Linked DNA regions of Gossypium hirsutum: regions 1, 3 and 4 are each linked to region 2. A link is a contact called in public Hi-C data. All regions are on one chromosome and are shown on one strand. Each heading gives the region's core, a stretch centred on a gene start, on an enhancer-like site or on the middle of the called end of the contact. The rest is flanking DNA. Distances are from core to core; before and after follow the strand shown. Region 1 holds the start of LOC107913376. Region 2 holds the start of LOC107913402 (zinc-finger homeodomain protein 2). Region 3 holds the start of LOC107913398 (IST1 homolog). Region 4 holds the start of LOC107913396 (IMPACT family member in pol 5'region).

Region 1 (3,258 bases), core at 608-3,107, 450 kb before region 2:
GATTGATTTAATCCATGTTAGGGACTGATATGAATAAAAAAAGTATCATATAATCACAAACCAAAATTTAGAAAATATCAAGTCTAAAACAAATATGGATAAAAAAGTTCGAAGACCAAATTAAAATAAACTACAAAATTCAAGTCCCTATATTACTCTTTAGATTGATTATTTTTCTGAATAATAAATGCAATGTTAAAAAAAAGGCATAAAAGTAAAATGAATGATAGAGAGACTAAAAACAAACAGCATCCATCTTCTCCCCCCATTTGTGTTTTCGTGACACTGACACTCTGCTTCTAAGCTTTACTTTTTCTCTTTTTTCTCTCAATACTGTCTAAGTTACCAATGTACATTCAAAGTCCAAATATGCAAGAGGAAAATAATGCAGACCATAGCATACCAAAACTTCATACTTCCCAGGCTTTAAAATCTATCATAGCTATATTAGATGGACACATGACATGACGGCCAAAAAACATAGAATAAATAAAGTGCTAGAACTAGACAAGTAATTGCCATGCACAACCATGGTACACTCACTGCTAGGATACACATCAACCATGGTAAAGCAAGCTTCCATCATTACTATTTATATCAAGTAGAACGAACTTACGATTGCCTGGTGCAGATCATTTTTTCTACTTTTGTCAGAAATGTGCACCTGCCCAAACACCTTTTTCCATTGTGCATTGGCTCAGACTTTATGGAAAGTCATAAATAGTAAGCATTTGATCTGTTAAAGAATCTTGCAGACTGCAAATACCACATCAGAAAATTGCTAGTTGAAATATAAACTAGGGAGATCCATGAGTTACAAAGAAAACAATAGGATGGCCTTTTTAGACTCTAAAAGGGTGATGTTAAGAACTTAAACAGATTCCATCACCTTTTACAAACTATGATTCGCCATTCATATTTCTCTACTTCCATGATTTCCAACTAGGAATCACTAGCAATAAATATTGTTACCTACCGCAACAAAGCTGGAACTATTTCATGATTCATTTGCTCCCTAAATAGGCTGGAGTCAGAGTCAGTCCGACTGCTATGTCTCATGGCATTAGAAAGAAAATCCAATTCTTCCTCAATAACTGAAACGCATGACACAGAAAATTGTCTCCTGAAGAGTTCATGAAGAGCAATTTTAGTAAAATTATCAATACCAGACTTTTCGGTTTGAACAGTCGGAGTCAAATCTGGAGATGATGTACTGGTATCCCTCATACAAATCCTGCTTTGTAGTGTCAAATTATTCAAATATGCATTGAGACAGTCATGCTCTGTCTGCGAAAGGTCACTAAGATCCATCTCCACAATTACTATAATAACAGCTCTTAGATGTGAATCCCTCAATGGTAAATTATGGAGCAAGTGTTCCGACAAAAAACTTCTTGCCTTTCTAAGAGTAACAATTAGTAAATAAGAAAGCAGCATATATAAAGACCAGAACCTGAGGAAAGGACGGATGCGATGTCATTTTGGACAGAGCTGCATCAAGCTCCTGAATAGACTCTTGATAAACATTTTCAAAGAAGAGGGCCCATTGAAAGCCTCGCTTGATGTTATCAGAGTCCCAGTGAGTGGGAAGACCAGAGGATTGATACCCAGAAGACAAAACCAGGATATCAACAAACCCTTCTATCAGTTTCATCATTTCTTCCAGGGATATGTTTGGTGATTCCATCCCATCTTCTGGTTTTCTTCCTTGAAGTCTGTTGTTGGAAATGGGAAATTTGGGGGATTTCAGCTGAAGAAAAACAAACTTTTATTTGGGGAATTTAGGGCGCACGACGGAGATGAGAAGAAGAGGGAGTAATGAGCGGGTAACCAAAATTTTTTTTTAGGAGTGAGCGGGATTTTGATTACCTGTTATTTGCTTCTATATTTGCGGCGTTTTAAAGAAAAAACGTCACTACCTAAACTGAAATGACACCGTTTTGAAAAATTGCAGTATATGTTTACGGCGTTTTTTATTAAAACGCCGGTAATGTCTATTTTTTGCGGCGTTTTTCTTGAAAACGTCACTAAAAATTTTAAATTATTTTATTTAAACGGCGCCGTTTTGAGAAATTTTAATACATAGTAATGGCGTTTTTTTGCTGAAAACGCCACTAAAGCTCGCATATTTTTTTATATTCAATTATTGTATCTTTCATATAAATTTTACATAAAAAATTATTAAAATTTTAAGTAATGTTTAAAAGAATTAGAAAAATTATAAATTTTAGTTTTTTATTTCATTTTTTATTTTTGTATTTTATTTTTCTTATAATTTGGTCCTATCCAAATTAAATAATTACGTATATATCCATATCAAATATATCAAATGGTTTAGATTAAATATTTTTAAATATAAAAGCATTAATTAATTGTATAAAATTGTATCATTTAACAAATCTCAAATAAACCTTAAACCCTAAATTAACCATTCAATATACATAAAGTCTATCTATTATATATCTCTGAAATAATATAAACTATACTCATAATTTCAATATATTAAATTTATTATTATATATTTTACAATTATATAAGGACATATTTAATATACAAATTAAAAAAACTAATTAATCTAAACCCTAAACCTTAACCCGACCTTTGAAACCCTAAATCCCTAACTCTTAACCCCTAACCCCTAACTCTTTACCCCTAACCCCTAAATCTCAAACCTTAAACCATAATCCCTAAATCCATATATAATCCCCAAATCTTAAAATAGTAACTCTTAAACTGGCCTTAAATCTTAAATTAACCATATACTATAAATCATATAAACCTAAACTATTATGAAAATTAATTAAATATTTTAAAATTAATACTATCTTATCTTTTTCAATTATATATGAAATTATTTAATATATAAATTAAAAACATATTTAAAATATAAATTAAAAAATAATTAATCTAAACCCAAAACCCTAACCCGACCCATGAATCCCTAAACCTTAAATCCCTAGCTCTTAACAACCAAACCCCTAACCCCTAAACCTTAAATCCCAACCCTTAAACCACAATCCCTAATCCATAATCCCTAAATCCATGCTCCCTAAACCTTAAAATAGTAACTCCTAAACCGGCCTTAAATCTTAAATAAATCATATACCTTAAACCAAAAATCCTAAACTATAGTGATAATTAATTCAATATTTTAAAATTAATACTATCTCTTTTACAATTATATAAGAAAATTTTTAATATATAAATTAAAAAATAATCAGTAATCATGTACCCAAAAAAATTTAAAATTATTTTAAA
Region 2 (3,205 bases), core at 64-2,563:
TTCGAACCACTTTTAGTAAAAATATTAATATAATCTCTAATAATCTTTTCATAAATTTAATTCGATAAAATCGATAAATTAACAACTTAAATTTATATTTATTTAAATTTTAAATTTATGTTTAATTAAGAAAATATGTATTTTTAAACATAAAATTAACTTAAAAACTAAGTATGGGTAATATTTAATTATTAAAATAAAAACTAACCTAGATAATATAAAAGCTATATTAAATAAATAGAAATTTATTTAAGTTAAATTAATGGATGATTAACTATAAATCATTTAATTGAAATTTAAAAACATAGATATTATCTTTAAAGATATAGAAATTAAATAAAAATGAAAATGTTGAAATAGGATAAATTAACTATAAATCAATGTTTAACAAGTGGAACATTTTCAATTTTTTATTTAATTTCTATATCTTTTAAAGATAATATCTATATTTTTAAATATATATATGACATTAATTTTGGGTGGAATTGGAAGGGGAATCATTAATTATTAATGTCAAACAGCTTGTGGCCTCTTGATTTTTATCCCGAATTCTCAATATATATGTACACATTAGGCTATTTTGAACCAATAGAAAAGCAGTAGATTTCTTATGATTTTATATTCAAATTAAATTCTGGACCGAAAATTTTCTAATCGGCTTTTTACTAACACTATTTCTATTTGAAATTTTGTGGAAAGAAAAAGCAATAGTCAGAAAAAGAACATCTCCCCCAATCACCCTATTGTGTGCATGCCATGCCTGCATGGTTTGGGTTTGGCAAAGACACTTGACCTCGAAACACAAACCGCCGCACTAATGAGTTACTAGCACGTTCCTTGCACGCGAATCAGAGGAGAGTATTAATAACCATATTTAAGCTCCTACTATTGCCCTCTCTGTCCTTAATTTTCTCTCTCTCTTACAGAACCTAGCGGGAAAATTAATTACATGTTGACGCCAACACCGCGTCACCACTTATGTCGGAAACTTTGGCACACACGTAAGACGTCGTGCCCAAGCTTCGCTTTTAATACCGACAATTTATTGCTTCCCCAAGTAATTCCGTGTCCCCCATCTTCTGCAACCCCCGTACTATCTCTTTACGCGCCGCCTCACGCGCCACCTGACCTCACTTTCATGTCCCACCTTTCCGTAACGAGATTACGCGAGAGTACAACACCATCTGAAAGGGTCCCATTCCAATCCAAAATAAATAACGTAAGTTTCAGTGTTGAGAGAAGAGCGTGGTTGGCGCGTGAAGCGTTGGATTCCTTTATTTTGTCCGCTTTGCAGACTGTACCCAACAGTGGACAAACCCCAGCCCTGCTATCTTCACTGTACCCTCTCTAATTCTTATAAACCAGCCCAATGTATTTTACAGTTCAGTAAAAAAAAAACAAAAAACAAATCAACACATAAATAAATGAGATGAGGAGTTAACAGATATTTGTTTTGGAACGGGAGAGTGATCAAGAAGGATCCTTGGTAAAAAAAAAAAGAAAAGAAAAGAGAGAAGAAAACTGCTTCTTTTGCAGATAAAAAGACAGGTTCAAGGGGAAAAAAAAATTATGGTCACACTGTCTTGCTCCTCTTATCTTTTTTTTCGTCTCTATTAGTGAAGAAAAGGGCGCTTTTTCTTTTTATAAAAATCTCTTTTTTGCGGGGGGTAAATTTTTGTCTTTGGTGGGAGAAATGGAGTTTGAGGATCAAGAGGAGCAAGAAGAAGAGATGGGTTTGGCACCGAGTTATGACCCGCTTGCAAACTCATCTCGAGTCAAAATGTCAGGTGTCGAACCGGGTTCGATAACTCCAACGGGTCAGCAGCAGCAACAGCAGCAGAGGAAACCAAGGTATAGAGAGTGCTTGAAGAACCACGCGGTGGGAATCGGCGGTCACGCCGTCGACGGTTGCGGTGAGTTCATGCCAGCTGGAACCGAAGGTACCCTCGATGCTCTCAAATGCGCAGCTTGTAACTGCCACCGGAACTTCCACCGTAAGGAAACGGAGCTGGGTTCCCCACACTCCGTCCCCATGACGGACCTCTACTTCCACCACCCCCACCACCAACCACCGCAATTCACTCCTTACTTTAGACCCCCAACGGGGTGCCTCCACATGGCTGGACAGCAAAGGCCGTTAGCCCTACCATCGATATCAGGAGGCGTCGGAGGACACAGCAGGGAAGATCAAGATGATGTTTCGAATCAAGGGAGTTCGAGGAAGAGGTTTCGAACAAAGTTCACGCAGGAACAAAAGGAGAAGATGTTGGCTTTGGCTGAGAGGTTAGGGTGGCGGATTCAGAAACAAGATGAAGCGATTGTTCAACAGTTCTGCAACGAAACTGGGGTCAAAAGGCATGTCTTCAAAGTTTGGATGCATAATAACAAGAACACTCTTGGTAAGAAACCCTAGAAACACCTTCTTCACGGTTTAGAGTGAGTGGAAAACAAAAATGAGAAAAGAAAAACTTGGGGGGATTTTAGTTAGATTTTTTAGGGTTACTTTGGGGGTGGGGGCGGGTTAACATTTGGTACTTTTGTAGTTATTATGATGTTGAAGGGTAGGTTACTAATATTAATATTGTTACATAATGTTAATGGCTACTTAATTTTAGCTCTAATGAGATGAAGATTTTTTAGTTCTAATATCTTTGATTTTGTTGCATATCAAAGCTCTATTTTAATGTGAAAATGGGTTTAGATAATGGTGCATTGAGGCAAAGTGGAGACATGCAATGCAATACAATGCAAGAGGCGTGAACATGGAAGAGCTTTAACAGGTTTATGAGCATGGGGATGGATTATGAGCTTCTCACGAGTAAGATCTTCTTTGTGTAATTAACCGAGATAAGAAGCAAGGAATTGGATTAACCATGATTTTCCTTGTATGATATATTGAACATATCCTTTGTACGTGAGTTTATCTGCAATTTCAGAGTTAATGGTCCTTTGCATGAGATCTTTTGCTTCTAATCAAACTTTTTTGTTTAGGGAAATCTTCATGCCGCGCTAACATTGATATATGTGCTTGGGAAAAAGTGAGAGGAAGGAAGGGGAAATGAGGGGGTTTGAGCTTGAGTTTGAAACATATAATGGCATGGCATCATCAATGAATGCACTTTTTGATCCTTCTTTCCTCCACCCAAATGCACTTTGCTTTCCTTGTTGCACACTTGTTTTGTTTTCACTTCCTTTTCGTGCTGTT
Region 3 (3,148 bases), core at 250-2,749, 330 kb after region 2:
TAATAATAATGATGATGATGAGATAGAGCAACAAACAAAATTTCACTAACAAATTAAAATAAATAAAAATCAGATCCCATGGTCTAATCTCTTCTAGTCCTCATCGACACCCATTTTTTGTTCTTACGTGAATTCAAATGCTCTTCAAAGCTTTCAGTGTTCTTCAGCTTTGAAGATTGATATCCCAACTTGCTTTCATCCTTATTGACTTCATCACTTTGGGTAATCTCATAGCTCAACTCATGGGGCTGTGTGTGTGGCTCCTCTTTTGCCTTCTCCCCATCACTTTCCTCACCTGAAAGGTCTGCATCCGAATCTGAACTTGAACTAGAAACTGTCCTTTCTCTGGATAAACTTTGTCTAGTCTCTTCCGTTTCATTCAGCTCCAGGTCTTCGCTTCGGGCCATGGCATTATTTGGAGAATCAAAGTCTTGGGGTTCAATTCTTGAGAGCTCCACAGCTGCTCGTGCTGCTGCTGCTGCATAAGCTGCTGATACGAAAGCCTCTTGAGCAGCATCTGCCACATCTTTGTACTTTTTCCTTGCTTTCATTGACTCACTTAAGCTTTCATCCATGTCTTTTCCTACAGGCAAATCGTTGGCTGACTCAGTTAAGTTCCTCACCTCTACAGCCATTTCCTCCAAATGCAAGGTGATACCCTTTTCAGTAGCAATCTCCTTGAGCAATTTTAACTTGCTTTCTAAGCTTGGCCGCAGTGTTGAAAGCTTTTGTATCACCTTAGGATTCACACTGCAATTGTTGCGTAATTCAATGGCACGAACCACAAATTCTTTCCCGAAAGTCGATGAAAAAACCCCACGAATGTGAAGAAGCTCAGGGAATTCACCACACCTTGATGATGCAAACATCAAGGTCGATGCTGCCTCTTTAAGCTCATCAGGACATTCCCTATATACATGGTCGAGAAGCATGTCAAATTTCAGAGAACTTAATATAAAACCAAGAGGAAAAATATTAAACCAAACTTACTTGTTCTTTTGAATCAGCATGACCCTCTCTATCAACAAATTACAGTAGGTTTCCATGATAGTAAATGCATCCACCATATTCTGTTCTCTAATCAAATGCTCTACACGAAGAAGGGCCTGTTCATGGTGACCGAGGTTAAGGAGTTCAATCACATCAGACCGGGCGTGGGTACACCGTACTTGATGCTGGTTCTTCAAGATACCGATCCGAGAAATAGCAAGCTTGGCCAGAGTTTTAAACTTGGAAGCCTTGAAGTTTCTTCCAAGCAAAGCATCCAATTTCCTCCCCATGCTTCTGTCTCAGTAACCTCAGAATGAAGAGAGTTTAGAAGCACAAAAATTTGCTTATAAAACCAACAACATGGTGGACTGTTGTGATGTTTTGCAATAAAAGTGAATGAAGCACGTGTCAGTTTTGGGATTTATTTATTTCCAATGAAAATCTGGGTATTGGAATTGCGACCTAGCCTGGAACTTTGATTGTTTTTTTTTCCTTTGGTTTGAACGAGGCAAAGAGAGTTTGGTCAATTTGTGGAGGCTTTGTCATTTTCTATGATAGAATATTTCCACACGATTGTTTTTGTTGCACCCATTTACTTTTCGTAAATAGAATTATACATTTTGTTGGTCCACTGCCTGGAAATAGTCAATACCCAATAAAGTGCCACACCTACTTCTTATTTATGTGGTTCAATTGGTAGATTTAGTGTTTGAAATTGTTTCCCCATTCAAAATTACTGTTTGAATTTTAATATTGCGATTTCATTATAATTTTCCTATTATGTTTTCATTACCAACCATAAGACCTCCCTCCAAAAAAATCATTTTAGTTTTTAAATTTGGCTTTATTTATCAAATCACTTCTAAAATGGACGGAAAAGTTAGTGTTTATTAACTTTACTGGAATGACATATTCTGGACTGCCACATTAATAATTAATTAATTTTTAAAATAAAATTCAAATTTTTTTAATATATATATAAATTATTAAATAAGTGTAAAAAATATTTTTAACATTTTTTTAATTTTAAAAAATTAATTATTGCTAACATCGCATACACATGGCAATCCACATGTATGTCACGTCAATAAAATTAACATTTGTTAATTTTTTCATCCATTGTGAAGTGATTTGACAAACAATATAAGTTTAATGGCTAAAAGAGGTAAAAAAATTAAATGGAGAGCTAAAATAATTTTTTTTACAAAGTTGGAGGGTCAAATAAATCATTATGCCAATTGAATTAGACATGATTTTTTTTATTCAATTGCTATTGCAATAATTAGGAGTTTTAATTTAAGCGTAGAGAATGTGTTATGGGTAGAAGTGTGGTATGTTCAAAAATTTAATCCATATACTTTGATTTTTAAGAATTTAGTTCCTCTGCTTTTTAGATTTCAAAAACCAGGTTAATTGTTAACACTAATAAATTCTGTTTAAATTTATAGATGTGACATTTTAAAATTTAAAAAAAAACTCACTTGATAGCAATGTAGCTAAAAAATTATGTTTGTATTGAACCTAAATTTAACAAAATAATTTTAAAAGTGTTTACGATTATACTTAAATTTTGAAATCTAAAAAATAGAAGAGCTAATTTCCTAGAATTAAAAGTAAATGGATTAAACCTCAAATATATGAATAATGCAAGGATTTATGGCATATTCTAACATTAGATGCATTTCCAATGAGGTTTCTGAGAACTTTGAGATCACATGTTCGAGTCTCATCCTATTTAAATGTATGGATTATCTATTCTAGCTAATTAGCTTGTTAAAATATAAAATGACACAAAAAGTTAGGGGTGCTCACGGTTTGATTCGTCAATTCTTTTGGACTTTTGCGAATTCATCATCATAATTCAATTTAGTTTGGTTTTTGGTTTTTCCTTATTGATTCTTAAATTTTGAATTTTTGGATTTATTTTAACAAATGAGCTTTGCTTTATATTTTTGGCTATTATTTGATAAGTTTTAAAGTCTTTTTTATGATTATTTCTAAAAAAACAATTTTCAAGTAATAAAAAAATCAACAACTTTTATATATTATTTTTTAAAAAGTATTTTTTAAAATAAAACTTTTAAGTTATTTTCACCATTTTAATATAAAATATTTATTTTTACATCATATAAAATTAAAATAATCATAAATTAAATAA
Region 4 (3,345 bases), core at 554-3,053, 370 kb after region 2:
ATAAATTCTTTCTATATATAATGATAGAGTTTATTACAACATTCTCATATCCTTCCTCAAAGAATATTAACAAAAATAAAATATTTTAGGCAAAAGCCATATATGTAGCAAATAATCTTTCAGATCACGCTGATAACGTGTTATAAAATAAAGAGAGATGGAGAGAATAAAGAACAAAGGAAATATGAAAGCAATAGAGAATGTCCTTTATTGATAAAAAGGGTGATTACAATGCTTCATCAGAGTCTCTATTTATAGACATAAGAAGTATAAAAGAAATAGAGATTAATTCTAATAGCTATTAGAATTTAAAGTACATTAAAAGTTTATCTTGATCATGATGGACATCCACTTAATAAGATATTCATAACAATATTTATTTATTCGTAATTTATTACTCTTCCAATTTTGTGTACAAAGTTTAAAAATCTCATATTTCTAATTATTTATTATCATAACTTAAATTATAAATATTTGCTTCAACTTAATTTGTAATTTTTCATCCGCTTGAAACAAAAACCCAATGTCACTACATTAAGTTTGGACAGGTGTTTAAAGAGATCCATTTGGGATTGTTTCTAACTATAGATATGTATTATAGATTATAAAATTAATAAAGGTAACTTTTCGTGTACCAAACAAATATTTTTAACAGATAAATTTATATATCCCATCAAAATATCAAAACAAGTTAAATTTTAAAAACAAAACGTAATAAAGGTATTAATAACTATTAAATATCAAATTAATACATATTACAGGTGTTAGGGCCCCTTGTATCTCTTGCATCCGCAAGTTCATTGGAAACAGGGTAACGATTACAAGTACCTTTAACATTCTTGGGTGTTGAACTCACAGTAAAAAATTTAAAACCCTTGTTTATGTGTTTTTGTAGCATTTTAATATTTAAACCAATTTCCACACTCAAGGTTCTTTTAAAATCCTACAAAACTAAATCTTAGACTATCTTTAAAGAAAATCTCGAAAATTTAAATAAATATTGACATCTATATATGTCAAGGTCTGTTTAGAAACCCTTACCTAACTCAATCTTTAAACAATATTCTTAAATAGGAGGTGAAAATCTCCAAAATTTAAAGTGATCTTATCATTGTATACATAGCTTATCTCACTTGTTTATTTGCACAAAAATCTAAAAATTTATCTTATATAAATATATATATATTCCATACTAACCCAAGAAATTCAAAATCCTTATAAATGTTATAATGGTTGCCTCCTTATTACAATTAGATTAAGGACATGTCGTTGGTAGCACTTTGAACAGCTTACAAACTCTTTAATTTGAGATATTCAAGGCTTCGAAATGTGATTGAGAAGAAATTTGTTGATCTAAAAAAATATTTCCGCTATTAACATCACCTTATTATAATATAAAAAAAAGGTTGTATGGTACTAACATGTTGCTTATTTCATAACTTCAATCATTAAGTGGAATTGAGATGATCCATGTGCTTCGAAAAGTACATGAAAAAAGAATATCTTGATAATATTAATGATGTAGATTAAAATTCAGATGATGATTAACTTGATCAATTACCAACAAATGATAATAATGAGCATATATTAAATATTAAAGAGTGAATAACCCAACAAATATACACTAGAATAATTAGATAAAATTGTATTAATTTTTTATTACATTCAAATTAATTGTTATTAATTGTTTATTAAATTTATTAGTGTAATATTTTAAAATAAAAAAACTCGCTTAATAGAGGAACTAAATTTCGAAAAATAAAAATATATAGATTAAATTTTAATAAGAAAAATAGTAAAATGGTTGTTGCAACGTCTCGTTTAAATACGAGTGGACTACCTTTTGAAACGGCTGCCGGAGTACGAAAAAGGCTTGTTTGTCACTGATTTTATTGAAACGAAAAGAACCAAAAACAAGCAAATGCCAGTTGTAATAACAACACCTGGCTATCGCTACTGCCACAAGGTCAACCACTGCCTCTCCGCCTCAATTTCCGCCCTCTACACCGCCAAAAAACCAATGGTCACTACCGCCAGCAGCTCCGGCACCCCCAGCAACGCAGGCGCCTTCACCACCATTAAAGAAACAGTAACATTCGAAAAAGAAATAAAAAAGAGCAAATTCATCGCCATCGCTGGTCCCATCTCTAACGAGCAGTCCGCTCACTCTTTCCTCAACCAAGTCAAGGATCCGCGTGCCACTCACAATTGTTGGGCTTACAAGGTAATCTAATATGACACCACGCTTTTCTATCATCTCATTCATCTTACCTCATAATTGACCTATCAAAAGTTTAATAGGTTGGGGATCAGTATCGGTCGAATGATGACGGCGAACCTTCTGGAACGGCGGGGAAGCCGATTCATTCTGCAATTGTTTCTTCAGGTTTAGACAGAATCATGGTGGTCGTTATTAGGTATATTTATTTACTTTTGACATATATTGCCATGATCAAAATTGAAGGGACAAATAACATGAATCTTCAAATAAATTTCAGGTATTTTGGGGGAATTAAATTGGGAACGGGAGGACTTGTTAGGGCTTATGGTGGAGTGGCCTCGGAATGCTTGAGAAATGCTCCAACTTGTCTTGTAAAATCTAAAGTAAGAATGGAAATAATCTATGTATGACAATTTTAATTTTTAAATTTTATGATTTTAATATTTGGAAATGTTGATATTTGATTGGAATTTTTGAAGGTTCCAATGGGAGTGGAGGTTCCTTTCGATCTTTTGGGAGTTCTATACCATCAAGTGAGCAATTTTTTCCCTGTTTAAATTAGTCCTTCTAAATGCCAAGTAAATTGATATTTTATGGTTAGTGTTTAGTGTCTGTTAGTTGTTTGCATATAATGTTTACAAATAAAAAGTAGAAAAATTTTATGCTTCTTTTATATAAATTTCTCTTAATGTGGTTTCTCATCCAATTATTGGCTTATCGCCGTCAGATTGTGTTGGTTATGTAATTTAGTTTCTGATCCGATTAGCATGATTGGAATGTGTGTGGTTGTAGTTTCTCATCTGATTATCACCATTAGGATGTGTATGAATAATGATTGTAACATCCTTGGATGCCGCTTGCTTGTTTCTCTAGTGACATGTCCCTTTAGTAACAAGTCAATTTTTTCATGTCTATTTGTAAGTGTTAGTTTCAGTTCATCTGAGTCATATTGTGACCTCGAATGAATCATTTTCTGGAACCAGCATGTTACAAAGTAGGTTGTAAACTAAGGATTACAGATGCTGTGATTTGGATCCCAGATTATGTGAATACCACCTCTTAAGGGTAATTGCATGAACCAACCGAGTTAAACTCTGGGTTCAAAAGAATGGTATCTCTTAATT

Evidence for each region. Hi-C and Micro-C count contacts between places; a contact is called where the count stands out from the background.
Region 1: a Hi-C map of leaf shows a contact between it and region 2, with 2.1 times the contacts expected there. The contact joins the promoter of LOC107913376 here to the promoter of LOC107913402 in region 2. A contact is called at or near these places in 2 of 34 Hi-C or Micro-C datasets (leaf and petal).
Region 3: a Hi-C map of leaf shows a contact between it and region 2, with 1.8 times the contacts expected there. The contact joins the promoter of LOC107913398 here to the promoter of LOC107913402 in region 2. A contact is called at or near these places in 3 of 34 Hi-C or Micro-C datasets (leaf and petal).
Region 4: a contact with region 2 is called in a Hi-C map of leaf, with 2.2 times the contacts expected there. The contact joins the promoter of LOC107913396 here to the promoter of LOC107913402 in region 2. A contact is called at or near these places in 3 of 34 Hi-C or Micro-C datasets (all in leaf).

The regions. Positions count from the first base shown.
Region 1 is chrD11:32,829,533-32,832,790 of Gossypium_hirsutum_v2.1, reverse strand. LOC107913376 reads right to left here and starts at 1,857. Exons shown (of 3, transcript XR_005920435.1): 1 at 977-1,857; 2 at 617-756.
Region 2 is chrD11:32,374,631-32,377,835 of Gossypium_hirsutum_v2.1, reverse strand. LOC107913402 (zinc-finger homeodomain protein 2) reads left to right here and starts at 1,313. Exons shown (of 2, transcript XM_016841974.2): 1 at 1,313-2,399; 2 at 2,702-2,957. The coding sequence starts at 1,694. The coding sequence ends at 2,760.
Region 3 is chrD11:32,044,631-32,047,778 of Gossypium_hirsutum_v2.1, reverse strand. It overlaps LOC107913398 (IST1 homolog), which reads right to left and starts at 1,499. Exons shown (of 2, transcript XM_016841965.2): 1 at 991-1,499; 2 at 1-909. The coding sequence starts at 1,280. The coding sequence ends at 84.
Region 4 is chrD11:32,006,084-32,009,428 of Gossypium_hirsutum_v2.1, reverse strand. LOC107913396 (IMPACT family member in pol 5'region) reads left to right here and starts at 1,803. Exons shown (of 5, transcript XM_041104045.1): 1 at 1,803-2,224; 2 at 2,302-2,417; 3 at 2,499-2,604; 4 at 2,701-2,754. The coding sequence starts at 1,922.